Regions from separate parts of the Mus musculus genome. Here region 1 is linked to region 2. A link is a contact called in public HiChIP or PLAC-seq data. All regions are on one chromosome and are shown on one strand. Each heading gives the region's core, a stretch centred on a gene start, on an enhancer-like site or on the middle of the called end of the contact. The rest is flanking DNA. Distances are from core to core; before and after follow the strand shown.

Evidence for each region. HiChIP or PLAC-seq counts read pairs in DNA pulled down with a chosen protein or histone mark.
Region 1: a contact with region 2 is called in an H3K27ac HiChIP or PLAC-seq map of microglia, with 5 times the contacts expected there. The contact joins the promoter of Kantr here to the promoter of Apex2 in region 2. A contact is called at or near these places in 6 of 39 promoter capture datasets (the SN4741 cell line, cranial neural crest, frontonasal cranial neural crest and 2 more), 2 of 115 datasets of contacts at active chromatin or transcription factors (large pre-B cells and microglia) and 2 of 9 other capture datasets (adipose tissue and liver).

What each region holds. Positions count from the first base shown.
Region 1 is chrX:152,325,978-152,331,243 of GRCm38.p6, forward strand. It overlaps Kantr (Kdm5c adjacent non-coding transcript), which reads right to left and starts at 1,516. Exons shown (of 3, transcript NR_040270.2): 1 at 1,433-1,516; 2 at 1,184-1,262.
Region 2 is chrX:150,585,651-150,591,170 of GRCm38.p6, forward strand. It overlaps Apex2 (apurinic/apyrimidinic endonuclease 2), which reads right to left and starts at 2,505. Exons shown (of 6, transcript NM_029943.2): 1 at 2,273-2,505; 2 at 1,393-1,476; 3 at 215-395. The coding sequence starts at 2,426. It also overlaps a transcript of Pfkfb1 not described here.

The sequences.
Region 1 (5,266 bases), core at 266-2,765, 1.7 Mb after region 2:
GAATATGGAAAAATTAGCATAGGAATGGGAAGAGAGTTGTGATACTTGACAGGGAGTTTCAAAATGTCTGATCTAGAAGAACTCCTAGATAAGGACAGAAAAGATGCTCAGGCCTACAAGGGGATATAATTAGAAGATCCTTGGACTATCTGTGGTGACCAACATTACATAATGGCTATTAAACTGTTTTGTAGCCCTGGTGGTGGTGCATGTCTTTAATCCCAGCACTCAGAAGGCAAAGGCAAGCTGTTCTCTGTGAGTTCAAGGCTATCCTGGGCTACAGAGTGATTTCTAAGACAGCTAGGGCTGTTACACAGCAAAACCCTTTCTTGAAAAAAAAACCAACAAAATAAAAATGTTTTGGTGGGGTTGGGGGGGGGCAAGACAGTGTTTTACATTGTAACCCAGGTTTACTTTGGACTCATTATGTAGCTGAGGCTGATCTTGAACTTGTGGCAATCCTCCTGAATGCTGTGAATGTAGTCATGCACCACCATCAAAGCTGGCTGAAAAGTAGCTTAATATAAATTTCTCCCCATCCTTGGTGTTTCTACCTGTTTAACAGAGAAGGCCAAGAAACAGAGACTCCTCAATGAGACTTACAAGTAGCTCAAGACCAGGCTCCAGTTTTGTGCCCTACCTTTGGGCCACTCTCATTGTTATATATATTGTACCTCCAACCACATTAGGGATAGGAAAGAGTTAGGTTCAGTGTGGAAAATGAGAGGACAGTAGCATTCAAAAAAAGGTCCAGTGGGGAGAGGGTCAGAGACAGACAAGGGTGAAAAAAAGTCAGAGACTAAGAGAATCAATATTCTTTCAATCACAATCATAATTATTTATTGAAAAAAATTTTAGGGACCAAGCATGCGCATTGGCTCAGGTAGAGACAGACCCCCATTTGGCAGATGATGAAACCAAGACCCAAATGAATAAAACGGATAGTTTAAAATTTCATAGCTGGTTTCAAGGGGTCAGGTAAGGATTAGGCCTCCTGAGTCTGGGATATCTTAGTACGTCTCAGAGAGAGAAAATGTTGGGTAGAGGCAGATATGGAGTCAAGACTAGAACACAAACAATCACGTGAGCAGCAGACCTGCACGAAATCTTTTCCCCAGAGACCGGGATTGGGAGGCTCCCAGAGGGTGGGCACGGGTGGTGGGTTCAAGAGGGTAATACTCACCTGGGTACCGTCTGGAGAGGATGCAGGGGCACTCGCCTTCTTTTTTTGCTACGCAAAGGATCCTCCACCACCCACGGACCTAGAGTCGAAAGGCCGCCCAGGTAAAAGCGCGCCAGGTCCCTCCCCACACGCGTTCTGGGCCGTTCTCTCCCCTCCCGCCGTTTTCTAACCCACCACCCCATCTTTACTGCTTCTCTTGGGATACCTCTAGTCTCCGTAGGGTCTAAGCTGCCGCAGGAGAATGGATACCTGGCCCACAGCAAGATCTCGCAGACACGCAGACGCTTCACGCAATGCTCCACCGAACCCTGGCAGGATAGCGATGCTCCACCACTTACCACGGGCTCCTCAGCTCCCATTGGAGGATTGCCCTCCTGCCTTCCCTGAGATTGGTTGGAATTGGAAGCACCTACGAAAACTCCACCCTCTCGAGGGTGTGATTGGCTTATGTGCCAGCCCTTCCGTTAACAACACTGGTCAGGAAAGGATTACTGCTCAGTCCTTTTGCAGGTCTAGAGGACTGGGCCTTCGGGGGTTGTTTGTTAAAACGCAGGAAACCCTAAACCAGGCTAAGCACAAATCACTGAATAGAATTATTACTTTCGTGATGTCTTCTTTCTTTCTGTAGCCACACTGCCTTTACACCGTTTTGCTTAGAGACACTGCGAATGTACTTCCAGTTTCCTATAGCTCCACACCCACTTGTAGGAGTTTCTGAGCTAGGTTTCTCGCTTTCCCTGTAAGCATTGTTCCTAATTCCATCCATGGAGAATAAGGTGATCCTACTTAGTAGCCCTGGCTGACTCGCCCTGTAAACCAGGCCTGCCTTTGCCTCCTGAGTGCTGGGACTAAAGGTGTGAGCCATTTATACCCGACAGATTTTATTTCATTTTTTAATTAGGTGTGGTCAGTCTTCACATAAAAGAAGCTATGGCCTAAAGAGGCAGACTCGATGAGGCATTGGTAGTACGATGGTGAGCACAGCTGCCTTCCAACGAGGCAAACTTAGTGGTCTGAAACTGTGCAACAATTATTTCGAATAAAATCCATCTCTCTTGTCTTCTAAAGGAAGGGAAGACAGGAAGGACCATTCTATTAACAAATCTTAAATTTGAGTAGCACAGATCCTCCAGGAGAGCCTGTGGGTGCAGCTTGGGGCAGAGAGGAATAACTTGGATGGGAATGAATTTACATCTTTGTTTCCCCTCTCTGTTTAGGAAATTTAGCATGTTTTCAATAAAGGACGTAATATTGGTGACTGTTACCAGTAGCAATCAGAGAGATTTGTCCATCACAGTATAAATTTGCAGCTCTTTCAAATATGTAATCTCTGAAATATATAATTAGTGCTTTAAAATCATGATAAGAGGGAGCCGGAGAGATAACTCCATGGTTACAAGTGCTTGCTGCTCTGGTAGAAGACTGGAGGTTAGTTGCCAGCATGAATGTCAGTTGCCTGTAACTCCTCCTCCAGGGTACCAGATATCTTCATCTGCTATGAAGACACCTTTGCATAGCACACATGAGTGCATGCACAGGAACAAATACACATATAAATAAAAGTAAAATAAATCTAAAATCACGATAATCATTGTAGTCTTTAAACCAAAGCATCCTATGATTTAATGGATTGATGAGCAATACATATATGACTCTAGCACATTTTTCTATTTTAATATTTCAATAGTTGGCTTTCTAAATTCTAGATGTGATTTTTCCAATTTTAAAGGATTTTTTTTTTTTTGTGAGAAGAGTTCTAGGTCACAAAAGAAATCAATGACACAGAAATTGAAATTGGCTCTTTAAGCTTTTCCCTTTCTTACTCTCTAGCCCTCCTTTTCCCTTTCCCTTCCCCCCTCTCTCCACGTGGCCATGGCCGGTTCCTCTCTCCTTCTACCTTCTCTCCTTTCTCCCTGTCTTTCTACAATAAAGTGCTAAAACAAAACAAAGTTAAACTTGATCTAGTAGCTCCAACAGGACAGAGACATATTTTCTTTTGTTTACTTGCTGTATTCCTATTAGTCTAGTATGAGGCACGTAGTTGGTACTCAATGAAATGTGTATTAACAAATACTTGCAAGAACAAATGCTGTTTTTGTTTTGTTTTTGGTTGGGGTCTTTGTTGTTGTTGTTGTTGTTTTGTCTTGTCACCTGAATCTAGTTTTGTCCCTGACAATCTGATTCTGTCTTCAAAAGTAAATGGCACTTTCATGACACCGGAAGATCTTGGGACCCTCACACCTAGTAGCAGGGCCCTTTCTTGCACAGGGCTGTAAAATGAAAAGTCCACCAAAACAAGTAGTTTCAATGTGAGAAGAAGCCCTGGGGAGCATGGGGCCCATCATTATTCATCCTCCTGGTTTCTGTTTATAGTCCTAGGTAATAATGCTCATGTTTTCTGATGCTTGCTATATGCTATATTTTAGAGCTAGGTTTGACTTTGAAAACATTCTAACTGGGCTAGAGAGATGGCCCAATGGTTAAGAGCACTGACTGCTCTTCTGAAGGTCAGGAGTTCAAATCCCAGCAACCACATGGTGGCTTACAACCATCTGTAATGAGATCTGATGCTCTCTTCTGGGGTGTCTGAAGACAGCTACAATGTACTTACATATAATAAATAAAATAAATCTTTTTAAAAGTAGCTACATCTTATCAAAACAAAACAAAACAACATTCTAACCTTCCTTTTGAAGATCCAGGCTGAGAAAGGAGGGTACTGGTAACAAGATGCCACTCTGGGTGAAGAACTTTCTCTTGTTCCATACTTCATCTCAGAGCATGAGCACTTTGGCCAACTGTGTTAGACCCAAAATGGGCATTTAAGTGTGTCCCACAAGACCAGGGTCCTTTTGGGGGTAAGGTGGCTAAAGAAGAGCCTCAAATGCCATAATGAAGTGTGGTGGATTTGACTTGTGGGGAGAATATGATGCAAGACTAGACTTCAAAGACTAGCTTCATGCTTGCTGACAGGAGCCTGGTATAGCTGTCCCCTGAGAGGCTCTGCTAGAGCCTGACAAATACAAATGCAGATACTCACAGCCAACCATTGGACAGAGCAACAAGGTTCTCAATGGAGGAGTTAGGGGAAGAACTGAAGGAGCTGAAGGGGTTTGCAACCCCATAGGAAGAACAACAAAATCAACTAACTGGACCCCCCCCCAAGCTCCCAGGGAGTAAACCAACAACCAAAGTGCATACATGGAGGGACCCACGGCTCCAGCTGCATATGTAGCAGAGGATGGCTTTATCTGGCATCAATGGGAGGGGAAGTCCTTGGTCTTGTGGATGCCTCAGTGTAGGGGAATGTTAGGATAGTGAGGTAGGAGTGGTTGGGTGGGTGGGGGAGCACCCTCATAGAAGCAGGGGGGAGGGGAAATGGGATAGGGGGTTTGAGGAGAAGCCAGGAAGGGGGATAACCCCCCTTTTTAATTTTGAAATATAAATAAATAAAATAACCAATAGAAACAAACAAACAAGCAAAATATCCCAAAGACTAGCTTCAAAGCTAGACTCAGTACTGAGATCTTGGACAAGTTGCTACCCCTGAGCTAATTCTCCCTGAATAATTGGGCTAAAGTAGTAAGTGGGAGGATTGAGACCTGTGAGAGGGGATGAGGGAATTACACCAGTTAGGACAGATTGAGGCAAGAGGAACTAGGCTTGCTCCCTGTTGGACTGACAGCTATTGCTGCCAAGCTGACTTCCTTGCTGGTCCACTCCAGGGTCTTTGCTCCTGAGATCTCCTCTACTCTTCTCCCTTTCTCTTCATACATACATGCTCACTGGGACTGGCTTCAGATAGCTCAGGGAGTGGATATATATATTTTTTTAAATTCTTTTTTAAAATTTTATTTATTTATTATTATTATTTTGGTTTTTCGAGACAGGGTTTCTCTGTATAGTCTTGGCTGTCCTGGAACTCACTCTGTAGACCAGGCTGGCCTTGAACTCAGAAATCTGCCTGTCTTTGCCTCCCAAGTGCTGGGATTAAAGGCGTGCGCCACCACTGCCCGGCATTTTTAAAATTCTTTAATCTTTTTTTTTCTTTTCTTTTTTTTTTTTTTTTTTTACAATCCAGTC
Region 2 (5,520 bases), core at 1,255-3,754:
TTCAGGCCAGTCTCCCTCTGTAGAGAGGGGAACACAAGGCTCAGAAGGAAGCATGAATTTTCCAAGATCACTCAGCCCAGCCTGGACTAAAATACAGGAAGGCAAGTTTGGGAACATTTTTATAGCAACTGAATACCTATAGAATGGGCCTTATATTCTAGACACAAGGACTAGAACCAGTGATGGCCTGTAAGAGGAGGATATGGACTATTACCGGATCTTGTGCTGTGTAAGGAGGGCCCGGCCCTCACTATCCAGAACCCGGAGTTCCTCTTGCGTGAACTCATCCATGTTTCCATAGCAACCAATATCTCCATTCAGGGTGGCAAACACACCACTCAGGCCTTCTTCAGCAGCTACTGGGGTAGCACTGTCCTTACAGAAGGTAGCCACACCTGGGGACGGACAAGAGCATTCTGAACGGGGTCAGCAGCCAATATATCATTGTACAGCCTATCCCACTCCAAGTGTATCCATATAAGGAACAGCTTTGGTTATCTTTGTCAAATTTAACTGTTTCAAAAATGTAAGGACAGCCAGGCGTGGTGGCACACGCCTTTAATCCTAGCACTTGGGAGGCAGAGGCAGGCGAATTTCTGAGTTCGAGGCCAGACTGGTCTACAAAGTGAGTTCCAGGACAGCCAGGGCTATACAGAGAAACCCTGTCTCGAAAAATCAAAAAAAAAAAAAAAAAAAGTAAGGACAATCCTCCTAACTCAGGGGCCATACATGGCTCTGTAGCGTCTTAAAGCATCTGAGGCCTCAGTTTCCTCTTAAAAAGCCACAGAATAGGGCAGTGGTGGCGCACGTCTTTAATCCCAGCACTTGGGAGGCAGAAGCAGGTGGATTTCTGAGTTTGAGGCCAGCCTGGTCTACAAAGTGAGTTCCTGTCTCGAAAACAAAAAACAAAACCAAAAAAAAAAAGCCACAGAATAATGTTATATTTTACAAGAACAATAATAATGTATTTTACACATACATAGCAAATGCTGATGAAAAATTAGCTATCATTATTACCTCATGCAAGACTATGTCTAAACCCTTGTGAGAGCCTAGAAAATAACCATTATCCTTATTTTCTCAGTGAAAAACCTGAAACACAAAGGTAAAGTAACTTGTCAGAAAACACAGAGAGGATGTGAGCCAGGACTTGAACCCTGGCAGTTAAGGTCCAGTGCTTATACAGTTAACTCAGAAGAAGTACATTACTATACTTCTGAGGGACAAAAGGAAACTTCGGTGCATAAATATGAGGTTTCATATGACCTAAAATTAGCAGCATTTGCTTTGGAAATGAAAAGTCAAAATATGTTACCTTCTTATTAAATACCAAAACACTCCTTTTCTCCATCACCAATGCTAACATAAATACCCCCAGAAGACCTCATTTACCAGAATAGCCACTACGGCTGCGGCTGAAGCTGAAATAGGAGTTATAACCCTCAACAATAGCCAGGGGCTCTGTCAGTACATCTCCTAAAAAAAAAAAAAAGAAAAAAAAGTAAATATAAAGTCAGAGGTAAATTAGCACCATGGACCCATGAAAGACTGGAATTACAGTTATAGGTTAGCATACATCAGAGCTGTAATTGAGGGTCAGGAGAAGTGTTTATGTTGACAGGAGCTAGAGAGATGGGAAAGTCAGGAAAGAAAATTATATTCAAATTAGATAGGGAAGCAGAGGAGGGCAAATCAGAGCTAAGTCTTGTGATTTAGATTAAAGTACTCACAGATGCTGGCAGTGGAGATTGGGGACCTGAAGGGTGGGAGGTAGGAGAGGGAATTAGGGAATTCGAGCTGGGAATTATGGGAGAAGAAATTAGGTCTAAATTTGAGGTAAGATATCAAAGAGGAATGAATCTAGGGCCTTGAGGTGGAGAGAAAAGAGGAATTGGAGATATGGGAAGGAGAAATTAAGAGTCTGAGCTAAAGGCAGAGATTAGGTGGGGATTAAGGACTGAGGTGGGGGCAGGGATGGAAAACTGAGGTGTTTGGCTTAGAAGAATGAAAGGAGAAAATTCAAGGCCCAGAGTTCGGGCTATAGAATGAGTGGGAATCTGTGTATGAGGGTTTCAACGGGGAAAGCAGGCCAGGAGTCGGAATTAGGGGTTCTAGCTGGGGTGGGGTTGTTTAGAAAGAAAAGGATCAGGCCTTTCAGATGGGTATAAGGGCAGGATTCTAAGTATAGGAAAACGAAACGCGAAATGAGACAGAACAAAGGTTAGCATCAAAAGGAAAACACCGTAGAGATCTTGGATTCTCGAATGCTCACTGGTCACTTTGGTCTCCTGGAGACAGACAATATCAGCATCCAGCTCGTCCAAAACGCGTCGCAAGGCCGTGGGACAGCTGCTGGGTTCCTGGCATGCAAGGCCTTGCAGGGGACTCCGGATCCCATTGATGTTCCAGCTTACCACGCGCAGCATTTTGGTAAACGGTACAGTTTCCCAAAGGAAGCTTAGGCGGGCAAATGCATTGCTGCCCGGAAGTGAGCTGGCTCCCCGCCTTCCTCTCGCGTTTCCACCGGGCGTTCTCACCTTCCCCTCCGCCCCCTCCGACGGCAGGACGCAAGCAGGGCGGGACTTCGAGTTCAGTTCTCTTAGGCGGGAGACGGAACTAAGGTGGAGGCTGTAGGAAAACCGGGCTTGATCAAACGAGCCTGTCACCCCAGTACTCAGGAAGCTGAGGCAGGGTCAGTAATGAATTCAAGGCCAGCCTGGGCTACATAGCAAGACCCAGACCAAAACCTGGGAAGAGTAACTGGTGAGAGGCGCGTCTCTGGTTGGGCTCCTTCTCTTCTGGCCGCATGCTGGCCTGGACGCCCGAATCTGACTGCTCTTCTCTACTACAAAAGTACCCCCTGATGCGCCAGGTTACTGACAAATGGGATTTTGTCCCTTTGTCAAGGGGCAGGCCTCTGGGGAAACAAGCTGAGCCAACGCCCTACCCGGATCGAGACAGGACTCTGGCTTTAGTGAGCGGCCCCTGGCGGTGGCTGAGGGGCTTCTGCAGACCCTGGAGTCCTTTTGGGCAGTGGCGAAGGGAACTTTCTCCGTTAAGCAATTAAGAACCTAGCTAGCCTCCGTTTTAATGGAGTCTGGAGGAAGGAGACTGCCTCAAATCCTCCCTGTATAGCCATGTTTGTCTTGACTCTCAAAGCATAAGACAGACTTGCATTTGGCTCCATTTCTCAGATGAGCAAAATCGAGGCCTAGACCATTTAAGCTCCAGAATAGTATCATTTCCCGATGCAGTTATGGTTTTCCTGTCTATACCGTGTCCTTTCATTCTTAGGATAATCCAGGAAGAGGCACTGAAGCTAAGTAGAAGTTGAATAAATTCGTCTCAGCCTCACAGAAGTGGTAGAGCCAAGATTTAAACCCTTCTTAATCAGGTAAACAATTGATTTTTTTTTTGTCCACACACCTCTGTGTTTACGTCTTTTCCTGTGGGCACCACTGCACTTTATGGTCCATGGCACAGTATTTACCACAGTGCACAACCCCCATTGATTTCCGTTGTCACTAGACTGCCAGCAGCCTGAATGCAGTGGCCATCTCTGACCCACCTTATATGATAACGGAATAAATATTTAGCAAATGGATGAATAAGCAGGGCAGTAGGGATGAGTTCTCGACTTATTTTTTTGTGACCACAGAAACAGAATTAACAGGAATCGCCCTATTTCCAGGAAAACTATAACTTTGCATCCTAAGGGTTTTTTTTTTTTCCACTGAAAATTGCTACAAAGTTATTCCCATTCGAATGCACACACCCTCAGAATTTCACAGCCTTTGAGCCATCGTCTTCATGGCTATACAGAGCCACAGTAGGCTGCCCCTCCCCCACCCCACCCCCATCGGACTTAAAGGTCACTAGTTACTGCTATCAGAAAAACAGCTCTGTAATTCAAATTCTGTGCCTTGAGCTTTTCCATGCTTTGGGAGTTACTGACTAAAGATCAAATCCCAGGAGTGGGTTAATTAGGACAAGGGAAATGAACATTTTTCTTCATGTCACCAGTTGCTTTCAAGCAAGGGATTTTGCCCATACTGCACTAAAGGCAGATAAATATAAAGCTTTGTCCCAAAGAAATCCAGATCTTGCTCACCTCAATAGCTGGTTTTCATTTCTCCATTCTCCAGTGGCTTGTTAATATTAGTACTGACCTTTGGGGCACGGTGAACAACACATGGTTGGACTGAAGAGAAAAGTCTCTGGGTGGCTCAGGAACTTCTTTGGCAAGTACAGCAGCTAATATTTCAACACTGCACACACCCCTTAACAAGGGTGCTTCCTCAGCCTTCCCAGGAACCAACGGATGTCTCCCGGTTTCCTATTTGATGCCACCCACCGGACCTGCTTTGGGGGTCTGTAAATGCAAGAGAGCCATTGGATAATTAGCGATGGAAGAAAAAGCCTCTAAGAGAGCAGGTAGGTGAGCATAAAGGAAAAGTAGACAGGTCTTTTACAGGTCAAAATCCTTGCTTCAGGCTCCTTGGAAGATTTTTCTCTGCATAGGAATTTGGTTTAGCTACTTCAAAGGGGATGGGAGAGTTGGGGAATGATGATATGCATATGTAATTCAACTGTCGACATTTTATTTTTAATTACTTATTTTATTTATTTGCATTCCAAATGTTGCCCTCTCCTTACTATCAGTATTTTAAAATCCTCTTGTACTTGACTCTTTAGGACGCTAGCCTAAAAGACCAATCCCTTACTATCTTTGAAATTCCAATTTTTGTTTGATTTGATTTGATTGTAATTTTGGAAAATGAGTCTAACTGTGCTTCCCATGGGGGCCTGAAACTCTCTGTAGCCCAGACTGGCCGTGATTGTGTGATCCTCCCAGCCTAGCTTCTACGTCCGTAGTCTGTGTATATTTTTAAATTAAATGCACAATAGAAAGTGTATCTCTGACCGCGCCTCTAGTGTATTAAGTTGGGTTAATTTGCTATGAAACTTTGACAAGTTCTTTAGTTTCTCTGGGTGTCAAAGTGAAATAGAAATGAAAGCCCCTAGCCTACTTCCCACAGAGGACTAGCTTGATGATCAAGAAAGTGTAAAAGGCAGAATCCAGAGTTCTTTTGCTTCAGGGCTTTCATGCTGTGTATGAGATTCATGCTCTTGGCTTTTATGTGACACCCACAGGTACTACCACCCACAACCCTCTACGTGCTCTCCTTCCTGACTGACTATGGTCAATGGAGAACCACTCCTAAGACGAGAATGCAGTGAGCTTTTTGGAGCAGACATGAGTCTGAAAACAGTGGCATAATGGGACCAGGGCATTATGAGATCGCTGAGAACAAAGGGATTCTAGGCTGCTGTCACAGAAGTCCTGATATGTGCTCATGCATGAATCTAGCCTATAAGCTTGTAATGATCCACCAGCCTTCTAGCCTATAACAAGTACATTCACAACCACACATTTCAAGACTTACCAATAAGGAAAGACCATTTATGACTTTATTGCCCATCTGTATTATCTTGATGCTTTAAATGAGTTTCCTCTCC